Linked DNA regions of Capra hircus: region 2 is linked to region 1. A link is a contact called in public Hi-C data. All regions are on one chromosome and are shown on one strand. Each heading gives the region's core, a stretch centred on a gene start, on an enhancer-like site or on the middle of the called end of the contact. The rest is flanking DNA. Distances are from core to core; before and after follow the strand shown.

Region 1 (7,775 bases), core at 1,920-4,419:
CGCAGCTTGAATTGTCCCCAGCTCAGCTTGAAATAAGACCTGGTTTGGCTGAAAGCTGTGGGGATGGGTGTCCAGGCATCCTCTTCCCAGAGCCAGCAGCGTTCTGCTGTCCAGTCCAGAAGGCCATCCAGGGACTGGCCTGAGGCTTTGGATAACGAGTCTTCCAAAGATTAGGGAAGCAGGAGAGGAGGTGCCATGGAGAATGGGGCTTCAGCCAGACAGGGAGGAGGCGAGTAGAGGTAGAGGCTGGGAGCTATGTCTACCTGGAGCAAATGTGCATCACAGTGTAATCTAGAACAATGAGAGAGAGAGGACAGAACTGTGCAACAATAGGGCCTGGTTACCACCATGCACGGGCTTCCCTGGTGGCTCAGATAGTAAAGAATCTGCCTGCAATTCAGGAGACAGGCCTGGGTTTGATCCCTGGCTTGGGGAGATCCCCTGGAGAAGGGAATGGCTACCCACTCCAGTATACTTGCCTGGAGAATCCCGTGGACTGAGGAGCCTGGCGGGCTATATAGTCTATAGGGTCACAAAGAGTCAGACACGGCTGAAGCGACTTAGCAGTCACACACATTCATGCACATGGTGGAAAACCATGCAACTGTTAAAATGATGATGGAGATAAATATTTATGGATATGAAAAGATGTTCACAACATATTGTCGAGGGAAAAAAAAGCAAATTACAAAATAATTTGTACAGCATGAGCCTACTTTTAAAAAATGAATTTATACATGTAGAAAAAAAATCTGTTTATATCTCCAGGTGGCAAAGTGATGGCTAATTTTTTTATTCTGCTTATCTGTATTTTCTGATTTTTCTACAATGCATGTACATAAAAAGTAATGAAGTTTTGACAAACGACCATGGCCAAATCTGTCCACCACCTCTTTGCTTCTGTGTGTGAACATCACATAGATAAGGGCTGAGTGTAGGGATGTGTTTGAAGGAGAGATAGGGGTTGAAGATAGAGGGAGAGGATGCAGGCGGGTGACAGGGGCCCAGTGAGGTGACTGAAGCGGGTGAAGAGGGGACCTCACCTGCTGCTGCTGAAACAAGCCTGTGTTTCACAAAAACAGTTTACTGAGCGTTCCTGACAAGCCCTTTCTGCTCTATTACAGCTTGTCCCTCCAGGACTGCTCTGTACTCATTTCAACTAGATTTCACTTGGACAAAGAGAGAAGGATACACTGTGACTTGCCTGGCAAGCTGGAAGAGCAGCCACTCCAAGCCACAGAGAGGAGTTGGACAAGGGCTTGTCCCCAGCCTTGTTCTTCCTCTAAGGTCACTCCCCACCCCCATCCTTCCTCAGCTCCCCAAACCACAACAGGATCAAGTCACTGGGTGCCCCCTTCTCATGGTTCCCCTCCCCGTGATACTGCTCAGGCCCAGCAGCAGACTCCGCTAAACAATTAGGAAGTCCCTGGTGGTCCAGTGGTTAAGACTGCGCTTCCAAGGCAGGGAATGCTGGTTCGATCCCTGGTTGGGGAACTGAGATGGCAGATGCTACGAGGCATAGCACCCCTCCAAAAAAAAATTAGGAGTGGTGCTCATCTCCTCTCTTTGCCTGAGACTAACAGGGAAATCTCGTCAAGCAGCCTGTAAAACATGCCCAAATGAAGAGCACCTCCCCTGGTGTGGAAGAAGGGGTATTGCTGGGACAGGGGCTCAGGGGCTGAGCTGGCTCTGAGAGCAACGGAGGGGACTAGCAGTCAGGCCTTGTCTGCAGTGCTGGAGCCCTGGCACTGCTGGGCCACCCCCCAGGGCCTTTCCTGGTGCCCACTGAATGACTCACCTTGGCACAGACACAATGGTCAGGGTGGGCACAGAGCCCGCTCCCCGCAGCACCCCAGCTCCCCTCAAATGCTTTCCGAGAAGCTCTTTGAGCAAGGGGCTTGGGCTGCGCCCCACCCAACGGGCTGGCATCTTGGGATGAAAACAGCACAGCCCCCCGCAGGGGCTGCCCTCGCTGAGCGACGCCCTCACCAGTGGTGGAGAACAAGGCTTCATTCAGCAAGCGCCCGGGAAAAGGGATCGGAGCCCCAGGCATGGGCAGTGGGCAGCAAGAGGGGGTGGTGCAGGAGAGGAAGGCTGCCTGCTTCCCAGAAGTCCAGGGGCACAGATGGCTGAGGGCCTGGGTGGACCACCAGGCAGCCAGATAGAAGGGGTGGATGGATCTGAAATCTCAAGGGCCCACAGGGCACTGGACCCGGGTTCCCAGTTCAGAACCACTGGCTCCTCAGTACCCAAACCCACTCATCCCCAGAAACCTTTCCCAGCCTTTCAGCCTGGGAACTTGTGTGGGAACTTGAAGGAGATAAATCTCCACTGTGAGAGTGAGGTGAGAGGGGGCCAGGGAAATGGGATGTTACAGGGACAAAGATGGGAGTTGGGACAGCCAGCTCATTCATAAGTGCTTTGTGGAGCTGTCAAGGCCTGGGCTCTGGGAGGGGTTGCAGGGAAGCTCGGGTGAACCCAGTGAGGCTGAGCCCGGAGCTTCAGGGTGGCCCCAGGAGTGGGGGGGGGGGGGCGCCTGGGAGTGCAGCACCTGCCCCCTCTGGCCCTATCAGGAGCCCCACATTCCTTCCATTATCCCCCCACTGCTAGATAGAGGCCTCGATTGACCCTCCAGACAAAAGGTTGGTTCTAATTCCAGCCCACAGCCCCAAAACTCCAGAGGATGGGGAGACAGCAGGAATGCAGATGCCTGCACTCAGAGGGGAGGATGGCAGGAACATGCTGGGACTGAGGCTGTCAGGAAATCTAACACAGGCTGTTTCTTGAGAGTAGGGAACAGGTTTATTCAAGTTCCCAACATCTATCAGGCACTGGAAGGAGAATGCTGGAGGGCCTGGGTCATGGATCTAAGAGTTAGAAGACGGGTCAGGGGTCATCTGGTCCAGCCCTTCCCTGACCCACCGTCCCAGAGAAAGAGTCTGCTTGCTCAGTGGTCAGAGTTTCAGACACAGCATCGGCCCCAGGAACTGCCCACTAGCAGCTCTGTCTGGAGCCAGACAGAGGCTGGCATGCTCTGGTGGCCCTGCCTCGGGGCACAGTGGCCTCGGTGGGGTGAGAGGCGCTCTCCCTGTGGCTGGGCTGTGGCCCAGCACCACCCCCTCGGGCTATGCCAGGGGGCGTTGCCAGGGGCAGCCTGGGCCGTGCCAGGCTGGTCCCCTCCTCCTTAAAGCCTGCACATCTCAGGAGCGGGCAGAGCGAGGCCAGGATGGAGAGGAGACGGGTCACCTCAGCGGCTCGCCGCTCCTATGTCTCCTCCTCGGAGATTGTGGTGGGGGGACGCCGCCTGGGTCCCGGCACCCGCCTGTCCCTGGCTCGAATGCCGCCTCCACTCCCGGCCCGGGTGGACTTCTCCCTGGCCGGGGCACTCAACTCCGGCTTCAAGGAGACCCGGGCCAGCGAGAGGGCAGAGATGATGGAGCTCAATGACCGCTTCGCCAGCTACATTGAGAAGGTGCGCTTCCTGGAGCAGCAGAACAAGGCGCTGGCTGCCGAGCTCAACCAGCTGCGGGCCAAGGAGCCCACCAAGCTGGCCGACGTCTACCAGGCAGAGCTGCGCGAGCTGCGCCTACGGCTCGATCAACTCACCGCCAACAGCGCCCGGCTCGAGGTGGAGAGGGACAACCTGGCACAGGACCTGGGCACCCTGAGGCAGAAGTGAGGAGGGGAGCCGCAGAGGGGCCTCCTGAACCGGGAGGACTGAGTCCCGGGAAGGGGCGCCTGCAGGTCTCAGGCGGGGCTCTGCCTTCCTGTCCCCGGTTCCCGCCTTTAGGAGGGAGGGCGATCCTTGTTTCCAGATGATGGAGGGCCTGGCGATCCTTGTTTCCAGATGATGGAGGGCCTGGGACGAGGCCCAGAATCTGATTTCCGGGGATCTGATTCCCAAAATCCTTCTTCCAGGGAGCCGCTGTACCGTCAGCACCTTCCTGCTGAGGAAAGCGGACAGTCGGGGACCCTAGCGGGCAGGCTCTCTGTTTTATTCACTGCGGGGCCTTGCGACTGTGCACAGAGAATACACTTATTCTTAGCTCTGTCTAGAGGAGGAACTGGAGGGGAATATGGGGGTGCACCAGGAGGACTGGGCTGGGGTACAGGCCATAGGGAGACAGCAGGTAAGCCTGGCTTCAGAACACAGGTGACTCTGCCTGTCCCCAGCTTACGACCCTAGTCAAGGTGCTTCAGCTAGCACAGCTGTAAAGTGGAGATCTTAATAAACCCATTTCCGAAGGTCAGAGGAAATGCCAGGGGCATGGTCCTTGCCAAGCTGGCAGAGTATGCGTGTGTGACTTCAAGTGCGAGAAGACGTGTGTGGGGTGTGTGTGGGTGGGTGTGTGTGTGTGTGTGTATGGCAGGAGTGAGTATAGGTTGGTGGAAGCGCCTGTGTGAGCAGGAGCAGGTGCAGCAACCCTGATAAGGCACCTTGGTAATGACTTAAAGCGCAGGCTCTTGTCTGCTCACCCTTCTGGCCAAGGCTCTGTCTAGAATCCTTCCGCCCCTCACTCCTCCTTCTGCTCCACTGCTCCTGAGGGTGGGGGAGTATCTCTCTGGCAGAGGGATCAGGGGAGGGGTCCCCATAGTCGTCAGAAGAGCCCAGACCCAGGAGTGTATCTCCCTACCTCAGGCTCCAGGATGAAACCAACCAGAGGCTGGAGGCTGAGAACAACCTGGCTGCCTATCGACAGGTCAGGGTGGTGGGGAAGGATCAGGGAGGGGGAAAATGTTGATGGCAGCCCGCCCAAACACAGTCCCTAAGCCCAACCCTCCAGAGCAACGTGCTCTCCCTGCCCCCCACCAGCCGCAAAAGGAGAGATCAGATTAGACTAGGGAGCAGAGAGGATGAGTCTGGGGTCAGAGTGGCCCTTTGCCCCGCCCTGCTCCAGGAAGCAGATGAAGCCACCCTGGCCCGTCTGGATCTGGAGAGGAAGATTGAGTCTCTGGAGGAGGAAATCCGGTTCTTGAGGAAGATCCATGAGGAGGTAAGATCGGGAAGGAGGGGAAAAAAGGCCAACACAGAGACTGGAACTGAGGGAAAGAGATGGGGAGACAGAGACAGATATTCAGAGAGAGAAAGGGACACACTGACAGAGAAAGAAAACGAGAGAGAGACAGAGAAAGAGAGGCAGAGAAAGACTGAGGGAGGCAGAGCTAGAGACAGATAAGAGAGCACCCCCAGCCCCTAGTAGAATGCACCCAGACACACCCTCCACTTAAAGTGGGCCCGGTTGCCTCATTCTTCTTCACTACAGCCCTGTGAGATAGGGATGGTTCCAGTGTTATCTCCTTTTCACAGAGGAGAACCCTGAAGCCCAGAGAGGCTAAAGAATGTGCTAAGGTCACATAGTTGGTCTCTACGACTTCACTCCCTCTGCCATCTGTTTCCATTGAAATGACAGCCATACATTAAAAAAAAAAAAAAAGACCCCGCTGAGCTCTGACTTCAGATAATAGATTCAGAATCCATGGACTCAGGGAACCCAGGAACCCATAAGGACATCCACACCACAGGACTCAGACATTCTTTCATGAGAACACAGACATGCTTCCAGTGCTCCTGACTTCCGGGCCTAGGAGGAGGACATCCCGGGGCCCCCAAACTAACCTGCTTCTTCCCTTATCCTGGACAACGCCATTTCCTCCAACTAGGAGCATCCCATCTCCCCTAGCCAACATCCGTGTCCAAGGAAGAGGGCATGATGCTAGGGGGAAGCCCCAGTTGCAGCTGGTCCCTGAGGCCTGGGAACCCTTCTCTCACCCTGGCCAGGAGGTGCGGGAGCTACAGGAGCAGCTGGCCCAGCAGCAGGTCCACGTGGAGATGGATGTGGCCAAGCCTGATCTCACAGCGGCCCTGAGAGAGATCCGCACACAGTATGAGGCAGTGGCGTCCAGCAACATGCAAGAGGCGGAGGAGTGGTACCGGTCCAAGGTAGCCCTGACTTTGGGGCAGCCTGCCTTCTCCAGGCAGCCCTCCTGGCTCCATACAAAAGAACCAGGGAAGGAGGGTGGAGGAAGCTGAGAGAGGATCCTCTCTGAGTGACTGACCTTCACCAAAGAAGTGAGGTGACTTGCCCAGGGTCATACAGGCACTATTACTCCCAATAAGTACTTATTAGTATCTGTTGCTATTGACTACTAGCCAACACTCTTGTGTTTTAGGCCCTGTGCTTTGCAAGGATTATCTTACCATGAAGTAGGTACTGTCCTTTGATAGATGACAGAACTGAAGTCCAGAGAGGTTAACCAATTTGGCCAAACTCACACAGCTCCTAAGCAATAGAGCTGGATTTCTAACCCTAGCTGTCTCACTTAAGAGCCTGTATTCTTTTCTTTTTTTTTAACTGTTTATCTGGGGGACTTTCTTGGTCATGCCTCTAAGCATGTGGGATGTTAGTTCCTTGACCAGGGATCAAACCCACGCCTCCCGCATTGGAAGGGTGGAGCTTTAACCACTGGATTGCCGGGGAAGTCCCAAGCCCACATTCTTGATGCTTCTGCCATCTGCATCCTGGGTTATTGAGTATCTGCCGCATGCCAGGCTCTGCCCAGCATACAGAGACACGTCTGACCAGGGAGATGTGATGTCATTCAGTCTGATGTCTATGAAGAACACAGCAGGGCAGGGTTTTACACGCAATGTGGAAGCAGGACAGATTTCATGGGAGGGCAGTGGGGCCAGGCGGGACTGGCAGCCTATAAACATAAAGAGAAGAGAGAAAGGGCGTTCAGGAAGGGCATGCAGGACACAGCCTGAGTAGAGGCCATAAAGCACAGAAAAGTGGGGGCCCCGAGACCCTGGCCCAGGGCATGGAGCTGAGGAGTGTAAGTGGCAGAAGTCAGTGATGGTTCTGAGCAGGTTAAGGCGTGATGGAACCATGAGGGATTCAGAGCAGGCTGAAGGAGACAGGGTTATTAGAACCTGGTCTCTGCTCACCAGAGCTCCCTGTGTGTGACCGAGGAGGACAGGATTCAGTCCCGAGGATGGAGCTACTGGAGAGTCTGGGCTCTGTGACACCCTCTGCTCATTCACGCGCTCCCTCATCAGGCACTGAGCTAGATGCTAGAGAAGTAGCAGCGTCGTCTGTGTCTGTGTCCATGGGCCACGGGTGACTGTGAATAATCCCACCCAGTGCCAATGGCGTGGGGTGGGCTGGAAAACAGCCCTACCGTCCAGCCCATCTCCCTGATCCTCCAGACCGCGTACCAACCCCCCGGGCCCACTAAGCTCCCGCGATATGCGGCCCCAGACCGCCTTCCAGCATAAAGCCCTCTCCTCATCTAGTTTGCGGACCTGAACGACGCCGCCGCCCGCAACGCGGAGCTGCTCCGCCAGGCCAAGCATGAGGCCAACGACTACCGACGGCAGCTGCAGGCCTTGACTTGCGACCTGGAGTCCTTGCGCGGCACGGTGAGCACGGGCGGGGCCGCAGGCGGAGGTGGGGTACGGATGAGCGAGCCGGGGACCTGGGACCTACACCCCCGGCAGACGCTGAAGGACCGGCTCGGGGCGGAGCTCTGAAAAGTTTCTTGGGGCGGGGCCTCGGGGAACGGTCCGGCTCCACCCACAGAACGAGTCCCTGGAGCGGCAGATGCGCGAGCAAGAGGAGCGCCACGCGCGGGAGGCGGCGAGTTACCAGGAGGCGCTGGCCCGGCTGGAGGAAGAGGGGCAGAGCCTCAAGGACGAGATGGCGCGCCACCTGCAGGAATACCAGGATCTGCTCAACGTCAAACTGGCCCTGGACATCGAGATCGCCACCTACAGG
Region 2 (7,775 bases), core at 1,810-4,309, 91 kb before region 1:
AGAATCTAATGGAGGACCACGGAAACCCTTTGCAAACAGTAAAGCTCGAGTTGGTTTCTTCCCTGCCCCAGTATACCGAATCGGATGCAAGAATGTCAGAGGATGGCCAGTCAGGAAGGTGTGGAGAAAACGCCATCCCGGCCTCCTCTTCCCAGGCTTGGTGGCCCAAGGCGGCCTTAGAGGAATACTACTTCCTCTCGGGCATCACTGTGTGTCTAGGTCGCTCCGGAGCCCCTTGGATAAAGCAAGAGCATGTCCCCCGCCCCCGCAAGCCCGGGTCCCGCGACCCGGCGGCACCCTCCGCTCCGGCCGGCAGGTGGCAGCACCCGCCCGGGTTGGGGTCGGGCTTCGGCGACCGGCGCAGCCAAGCGATCACTAACTTTCTCCCGGTGGCGTTCCCGTCTTTCCGGGGCCGCGGCCGGCGTCAGATTCCCCGGCAGCGGCGGAGGCGCGGGCGCGCGGCCCGGCCCGGGGCGCTAATTAACAAGCCGTGCGGCTCGCCGAGTCCTCTTTGCTGGAGCTGCGGGACCCGGGCCCCGAGGGGCGGAGGAACGTGTCCCCATTCCACCCCTGTGCCAGGGTGACCGGTCTCCCACCCTCCAGCCGCACGCTCGGACCCTGATGCTCTCCTTTAACCCACTTGCGGCCTCACCACCCCGGCGCGGAGCAGTAAAGACGCCGGCGAGGGCTGCAGGCGTATCGGCCTCCAGGCGCGGGATGAAGGGGACAGGCAGGCCCCTAAAACCATCCCCAGGCCCAGGCCGGCCTCAGGGTGCTTAGCAGAGCCTTATTGTCCAAAGCACCTCGCGCAGCTGTCTCCTGAAATCTCCCAACTCTGAGAAAGCGTGCAGGAGGCAGAGCTAGAATTTGAGGCTCATAATCCCACGCTCTGGACCCCTAGTTCAGTGCCCCTCCGACTACCTGCAGTGCCTCGGTTAATGACGCCTCGGGTCTTTAGATAGTTATCGTCAAGTCTTCTTCAGATGGTCAGTCTCTCTGTCCTTGGAGAGGGTGAAGGGAGGGGCAGGGGAAGGTTTAGGATCCTCCATTAAGGAGCCACCAGGGATAGAAATTGGATGGGAGGGGGACAGCCAGGGCGGCTGTAACAAAGGCACTCCAGATCAAGAGGAACGTGTCCTAGAAACAGGAGAGGGAGCTGGGTGGCAGCGATGACCCGAGGCCACATGAGGTGGACAGGAGAGACCCTAGAGATGGCGGGTGAGAAGGAGGAAAACGCAGGAGGTGCCGAGGCACTGTGGGCCGGCACTCCGACTCTTTCCTGGAAAGGGGAGACTTGGCTGGTAGCTCCTTCATCCCGCTGGCAGAACTGAGGCTGCACCCAGCTGGGGCCCAAAATGCCTCCTCCCTTTGCTCCCCACCATCCCCTCCCCATCACTCAGATTCCAATACAATTTCCAGCTAACCAGCATGTCGATAGAACAAGTCGGGCAGCCGGATTGCTGGCCAATTACAGGAAATCATTCTGCTCCACAGCTCAGCGCCCAGGGAGAGAAAGGGAGGGAGGGAGGGAAGGGATGTGAGGGAGCAGGCACCCAGCTTGCAGGCTGGGAAGGTGCTCTGGCTTTGGGTGGGGCATGCAGTCCCCAGGGAGGGACTGGGGTAGGAGAGCTGGGGTGGATAGGGAGGCTTCTGGGGCTGGGGGGTGTGGGCCAGCAGGGGTTCTTCCTCATCAGAGCTCTCATTCCCCAAGCCACAAAGATGAGCACCAGGAGGAAAGGTGTCTGATTGGAGTAGAAGGGGGCAGAAGGGCAGATATTGATTGAGATCAGTCTCCTCCAGAGTCCGGTGTTTGGGAATGAGGTTGGTACCCAGGCCTCCCTGGCCCAGGAGAACTCTGAAGGATCATCCCAATACCCAGAAGTGGGGCCCACATGGGCAGGACCTGTGCTTTACATCCAGCCATGGACCAAGGGGTCCAGATCCCTCCAAGGGATCCTGGGGGGACAAGGAGAAGGGGTTTAAAGAGGAGGCAGGGAGGAAAGGTGCTGCAGCCTGCAGCTGAGTGTTCCAGCAACAGTCTCACTTGGTGAAGGGATAAGTCTGGAAGCATCCTTCAAGACTCCAGAAGGTGGGACACAGAAACATGGGAGGGGGACAAAGTCTTCCCCACTTACCTTCCCAGCCCCTCTGCCTGGCCTTCAAGAGACTTTCACTCCTCTTAAAGGGCCCCCTCCCCCGCTCTCTCCATCCATCTGAATCTATCCCTACCTCCCTTGATGAGCCAGATGCCTTTGTCCCCCCACCCCACTCCCACCTGCATGCCTCATCGCATCTTTCCCAGAACTGCCTTAACTACCTCCTGGCCTCGCCACCCAGCAGACCCTGAGGTCCCCCTGATTCCCAGCACCAATGATTAGCTCCCTTGAGCGGTGCTGGGGCTCTATCCCAAAGTAGTGAAAGATCCTTGACTTATAGAAATTTCTCCAGGGACCAACTCCACCCAGCGACTGACTACTGTTGCTCAGTTTGTCTTGAACCCCAAAATGAGTTAGGGGTCACCCGGTGATCCCTTCCCCTGCTCCAGGCTGTAGCCACCTCCCGGAAGCCCTCTCCCCGATTCCTCAGCATCTTTCTGCTCCTTCTCCCCATTCTAAACTCTCTCCTTCAAACCCCCATCAAAGGTGGGGCCTGGATTAGATTCATCCCCTCCCGCTCCCCCCCGCCCACCGCATCCCCCCTTGGTCATCCCAAGGGTACACAGCCAGGCAGACACCCCGGAGAGAAGATAGATCTCTGCGCTCCTTGCACCAGGCACGCAGCTGTGCTCAGGTGAAATGCCGCCGAATGAATGCAGGTGACTGGCAAGGCCGGCTTCAAAGTGGTGGGTGCATCGAGAGGGAGGGTCAGGGGCCTGGCCACTCCTACCCCAGGATTCCTGCCGAAGCCACAGGCTTGGACGTCCGGAATGGGGTTGTCGGGGCTGGCCCCTTTGTACAAAGCAGGCGCCCTGGGCTCTGAGAGATTGAGATCAAGCCGCGGCTCGGACCGGGAAGAGTCGCCTTTCGCGGGCCCTCCCTCGGGCGCTGCCTCTCGCGGGCCTAGGGCCCAGTGCTCGGCGATCCGGAAGAGGGCGCCCCTCCCGCCCTCCCTCCCGCCCTCGTCCTCGGTGCCCCCGGCCCGGGCGCGCAGCGCTCCGCTGCCCACAGGCTCCGCGCCATCGATCGGGCCGCGGGGACCCGGGCGCACCGCCCCTCCACCCCTCGCTTTTCGCTTTTAATTGAAGTTTGTTTGAGCAGAGTGCAGAGCGGGCAGAGGCAGAAACCAAATATTTAGTTGCTGCAAATTGGCACCTCCAGATCAATTACCCGGCCCGTGTCAAGGCCTGCGCCGCCCCCCAGCGCCCCGCGGAATCTCAATGTCGGGCTGCCCCCGCCCGCGCCGCCCGCCTCCATCCCGCTGCACGTTTCTCATCAGCTCCAGCCATACATCACCCGTGGCCGCGAGGGGAACAGATTTTCAATGGGAAAAGTTCCCCGGGAGGGTCCTCGTTGCTGATTCCCGCTGCGCCCTGTGCTGTCTGCCCTCCACCCCTCACCCGGCCTGTCAGATTAGATGGGAACAGCCCGGGAGGAAAGAGTGAGATAGAGGGAGGTCCAAGGCAAGGACTTTGGGTCACATGGATTGACCCAACCTTAGTAAGTCCTCTTATCCTCTGAGTGACTCAGGAGATGTTCCTTATGCTCCTTGAACCTCAGTTTCACCACCTGTAATATGGGGCTCAACCTTCACCTTGCGGAGTTGTTGTGGGGGGCTAACACTGCAGAGGGACCTTGCCCGGCTCTGGGCTGGCACATCGTCCCTCTACTTCTTAGCTCTGCTAGGGGATGAACATTCTTCTAGAATGAAATGAGGGACCTTGGGTTTGTAAGCACTTCAACCAAACTACTAGAGAATACCCAAGGGAGAGCAGCCCCCTAGAGTCCCTGGCAGAAGCTGGGCAGGCCGGGGCATGTGGGCACAGGCTCCATCAGGGAAAGCTTTCACCAACAGCCCGGGTGCATCAGGGCGCAATCAGAGGAGGAAGTGGTTCTCTAGCACCAAGGACAGAGAGTTAGCTGGGCCTGAAGGTGGGCCGTGACCTCAGAGGTGGGCCAGGGGAGTGAAACAGGAGGAAAGGGGGCAGGGCACAACTTTTGAAAAACTGACACGGCCCAAGGACACAACATAAACTGATTAGAATTAAGTGGGTCCAAGATGGCAGACAAGCCAAATTCAGCTAGCCCTTGATCCTCAATCAGCAAGCTAAATGACACACCCATAGTCACCATGACTGTTCCAAGGCACCATCAAAAGACCGAAAATTGGGCAGTGGCCCAGTTCCTGGAAATCTGCAACCTGTCCTCAAATTGTTGACGTAATGCTCCCACTCATTAGCCTATGAAGTAATCCAGCCCGTAAAAGCTAACCATGCCCTGTTTCACAGGGCTGCACTTGCCCTCCGCGAAGGCCCACACTCTGTCTAAGGAGTGTGCTTCTCTGTGAATCAATCCGCTTCTTACCTATCCCTTTGTCTCTCACTGAATTCTTTCTGCAATGAGATATCAAGAAACTGCGCTTCATTACTGTGGGTTTTGGCTGGGAGTTCGAGTCCTAGCCCTGTGGGTTAGAGTCCAAATCTGAGGTAAATGGTTTCAGAAGGAGGCTGGAGGGATCTGAAGGAAGGGCACCAAAAACTGGGTACCAGGAGGTCATGCCCATGTTGGGGGCATGGGGGCGAGCCCTACGGAGGAATCGGAAAACTGGGCTGCATTTGAGGCCTGGCTTTTTCCTGCTGTGTGACCCTGTGCCAGTTAGTTAATCTCTGTTTTCCCATGTGTAAAATGGGGTTGACACCCTCTCCCTCCCAGAGCCTTTGTGAAGAATAAAGGAGATGATATCTGGGAGAGACGAGGAAACTCCCAGACGGACTTGGAGGGAATGGTGTTGAGTCTGTGCGAGTTCCCATGCTCAGCTCACTTTCATTCCAAGAGCTTCCTTGAGGGAACTGGAGTTAAATGGTTTGGCATTTTTAAATGGCTGCCCTGTCAAACAAAGTGACAGGCGCTCTGAGTGGAAGCAGAGGTGTGGAGGGAGGCAGTGGGTGCCAGGTTTCTTGCTCTGAGAGCCCTTCCTTCACCCATCTCACCTTAAAGAAAGAATCTCCAAGCTGTCTGTCCCTCCTTCCCACCTCCACCTCCCCTCAGCCAGAGACCTATGTCCCCACCAAAGGGCAGGAGTCACCCATGCCTGGAGGAAGATGGAAGTCAAGGCTAAAGCCCCCGTGTTAAGTAGACTCACTCCTCAACTTCTCGATTTTCCCAACTGTGAAATGGGACCACAGATGGTGAGCCATTAATTACAAGGTGGCTTTTGGACTGGTGGGCAACCTCTAAAAGCTTCTGAATCCATTGCCCCACCCTCCACACACCTCCTACCCACCCCTTTCCCACACCTGCAACAAGATTATCTCCGCTGGCAAAAACCCCACCAGCCTCTTTGGGGATGGCCACCACCATTTGTCAAGTCAGGAAGTCCATCTGATGGTCTACCTTAAATGTCTCACTGCTTCCTTCAGGGAAAAGTTAAAGAACGAACAACAAAAGATAAATGCTCACGGAGAGGCGATGCCACACTATTTTTTTAAAAATACCTTCAAAGAGGGTGTGGGGTGGGAATTACCTTTGGACACAATGCTCTTTACACTAAACATCTTGGCGATAAATATAGCTGTGTAATTCTTTTTTCTCCTTGGCAGAGAGAAAGGCTGAGGCTGGGCAGCAAGGCAGAGGGACCCGAAAATATAAATCAATATGTGACTTTAATATATGTGCTCTCGGTGTCTGTGTGTGCTGGGGGATTATTAGTAACCTTGATTCCAGCTCAGTGTCCATGTGAGGCGGGGAGACGCACGGCCCCCAGGGAGGAGAAGAGAAATTAGGAAGCCAAATTCTTCTCCTGATTGACACCTGGGTAAACATTATCCCCGGCAGAAGAAGAAGAAAAAAAGATCAATGCTGGGTATTTTTATCACGTTCCAGGACGGACAGGGAGGGAAATTAAAGAAACAGTCCCCTAGCCTCATTGAATATGCTTATCTCCAAGGAGGAGGCAAAAGGGGTGGAAGCCAGGTGGGGAGGGCGAGGGGAACGGTCAGTGGGTGCATCCCAGGGGGCATGGCCATTGCTTCTCTCACCCTGGGGCACTTATGTGAGTGGCAGCAGGTACAAAGGAGTCAGCCCGTTAATGACAGGGCAAAGGCACCAGCTTTGATGGGGGAATCATAGGCCATGGAGTCTAACATGAGATCAGACTCTGGGTTCGACGGAGGGCCAAGAGGCATTAGTCTTAATGGGGTTGTTGGGGATATTTCTAGCAGGAGCTTTCCAGAGCATGGAGGGGGAGAGTGGCTTCGGTGAGGGTTGGGGGGAGTGAGTGGCCCAGGAGTGATCAGCACCAACACAGAGAGAAAGAGGCATCTCTCTGGTTGTTGTTCAGTTGCTCAGTCCTGTCCGACTCTTTGCGACCCCGTGGACTGCAGCACACTAGGCTTCCCTGCCCTTCATCATCTCCTGGAGTTTGCTCAAACTCATGTCCATTGAGTCGGTGATGCCATCCAACCATCTCAACCTTTGTCATCTTCTTCTCCTGCCTTCAGTCTTTCCCAGCATCAGAGTCTTTTCCAATAAGTCCAATCTGGATTGTCTTGGAAAGTGGGTCTCTGTTCTACAGACAGGAAAACCTGGCCTCCATCCCTTGTTTCTGGCCTCCACCTCCTCCTGGCTATATGACCTTGACTAACTCATTTGACCTCACAGAGACTCACCTGTCTTATCAGTAAAATAAGGCAGATAGGCTCTGCTTTTCTCATTTCACAGAATTTTTAATGGGATTATACAAAACCCTGAAGTGGTAAGGAGTTATTACTACCTAGAGCAACTCTGTGCAATAGAAATATAACATAAGGCATGTGCATGATTGGCAAGATTCTAGTAGCCGAATTAAAAGAGTACAAAGATGGACATCCCTGGTGGTCCCATGGTTAAGAATCTGCCTTGCAATGCAGGGGACATGGGTTTGATCCCTGGTCAGGGAACTAGGATTCCATTTGCCATGGAGCAACTAAAGGATTCCTCAGAGTGCAAGACCTGATGCAGCCAAATAAATAAATAAATTTTTTAAAGTAAAAAGAAATGGGTGAAATTAATTTAAACCATATTATAAAAAATTCAATCCAGTCTATCTAAAACATTATTGTTTCAACAAGTGATGCTAGTTACATTACAAGTGCTCAGTGGCCACAGGTGGTGAGTGGCCACATATTGTTGTTCAGTTGCTAAGTCATGTCCAATTCTTTGTGACCCCTATGGGCTTCTTGGTATTCCCCGGTGGCTCAGAGGGTAAAGAGTCTGCCTGCAATGCAGGAGACCTGAGTTCGATCCCTGGGTTGGGAAGATCCCCTGGAGAAGAAAATGGCAACCCACTCCAGTATTCTTGCCTGCGAAATTCCATGGATGGAGGAGCCTGGTGGGCTACAGTCCATAGGTTTGAAAAGAGTCAGACACGACTGAGCGACTTCTTTCTGGACTTCTTAGGTGGCACTGCTGCTGCTGCTGCTGCTAAGTCGCCTCAGTCGTGTCCGACTCTGTGTGACCCCATAGACGGCAGCCCACCAGGCTCCCCCATCCCTGGGATTCTCCAGGCAAGAACACTGGAGTGGGTTGCCATTTCCTTTTTCCAATGCATGAAAGTGAAAAGTGAAAGTGAAGTCGCTCAGT

What was found. Hi-C and Micro-C count contacts between places; a contact is called where the count stands out from the background.
Region 2: a contact with region 1 is called in a Hi-C map of blood, with 3 times the contacts expected there. The contact joins the enhancer-like site here to the promoter of GFAP in region 1. A contact is called at or near these places in 2 of 5 Hi-C or Micro-C datasets (both in blood).

Annotation. Positions count from the first base shown.
Region 1 is chr19:44,254,280-44,262,054 of ARS1.2, reverse strand. It overlaps GFAP (glial fibrillary acidic protein), which reads left to right and starts at 3,169. Exons shown (of 9, transcript XM_018065254.1): 1 at 3,169-3,675; 2 at 4,640-4,700; 3 at 4,899-4,994; 4 at 5,780-5,941; 5 at 7,295-7,420; 6 at 7,581-7,775. The coding sequence starts at 3,227.
Region 2 is chr19:44,344,880-44,352,654 of ARS1.2, reverse strand. No RefSeq gene overlaps it. Among named protein-coding and RNA genes, the nearest start is that of DCAKD, 24 kb to the left of the region's middle. Within about 2 kb of position 3,059, at least 1 of the 5 cell types and tissues checked has an H3K27ac peak or open chromatin away from gene starts, as enhancers often do.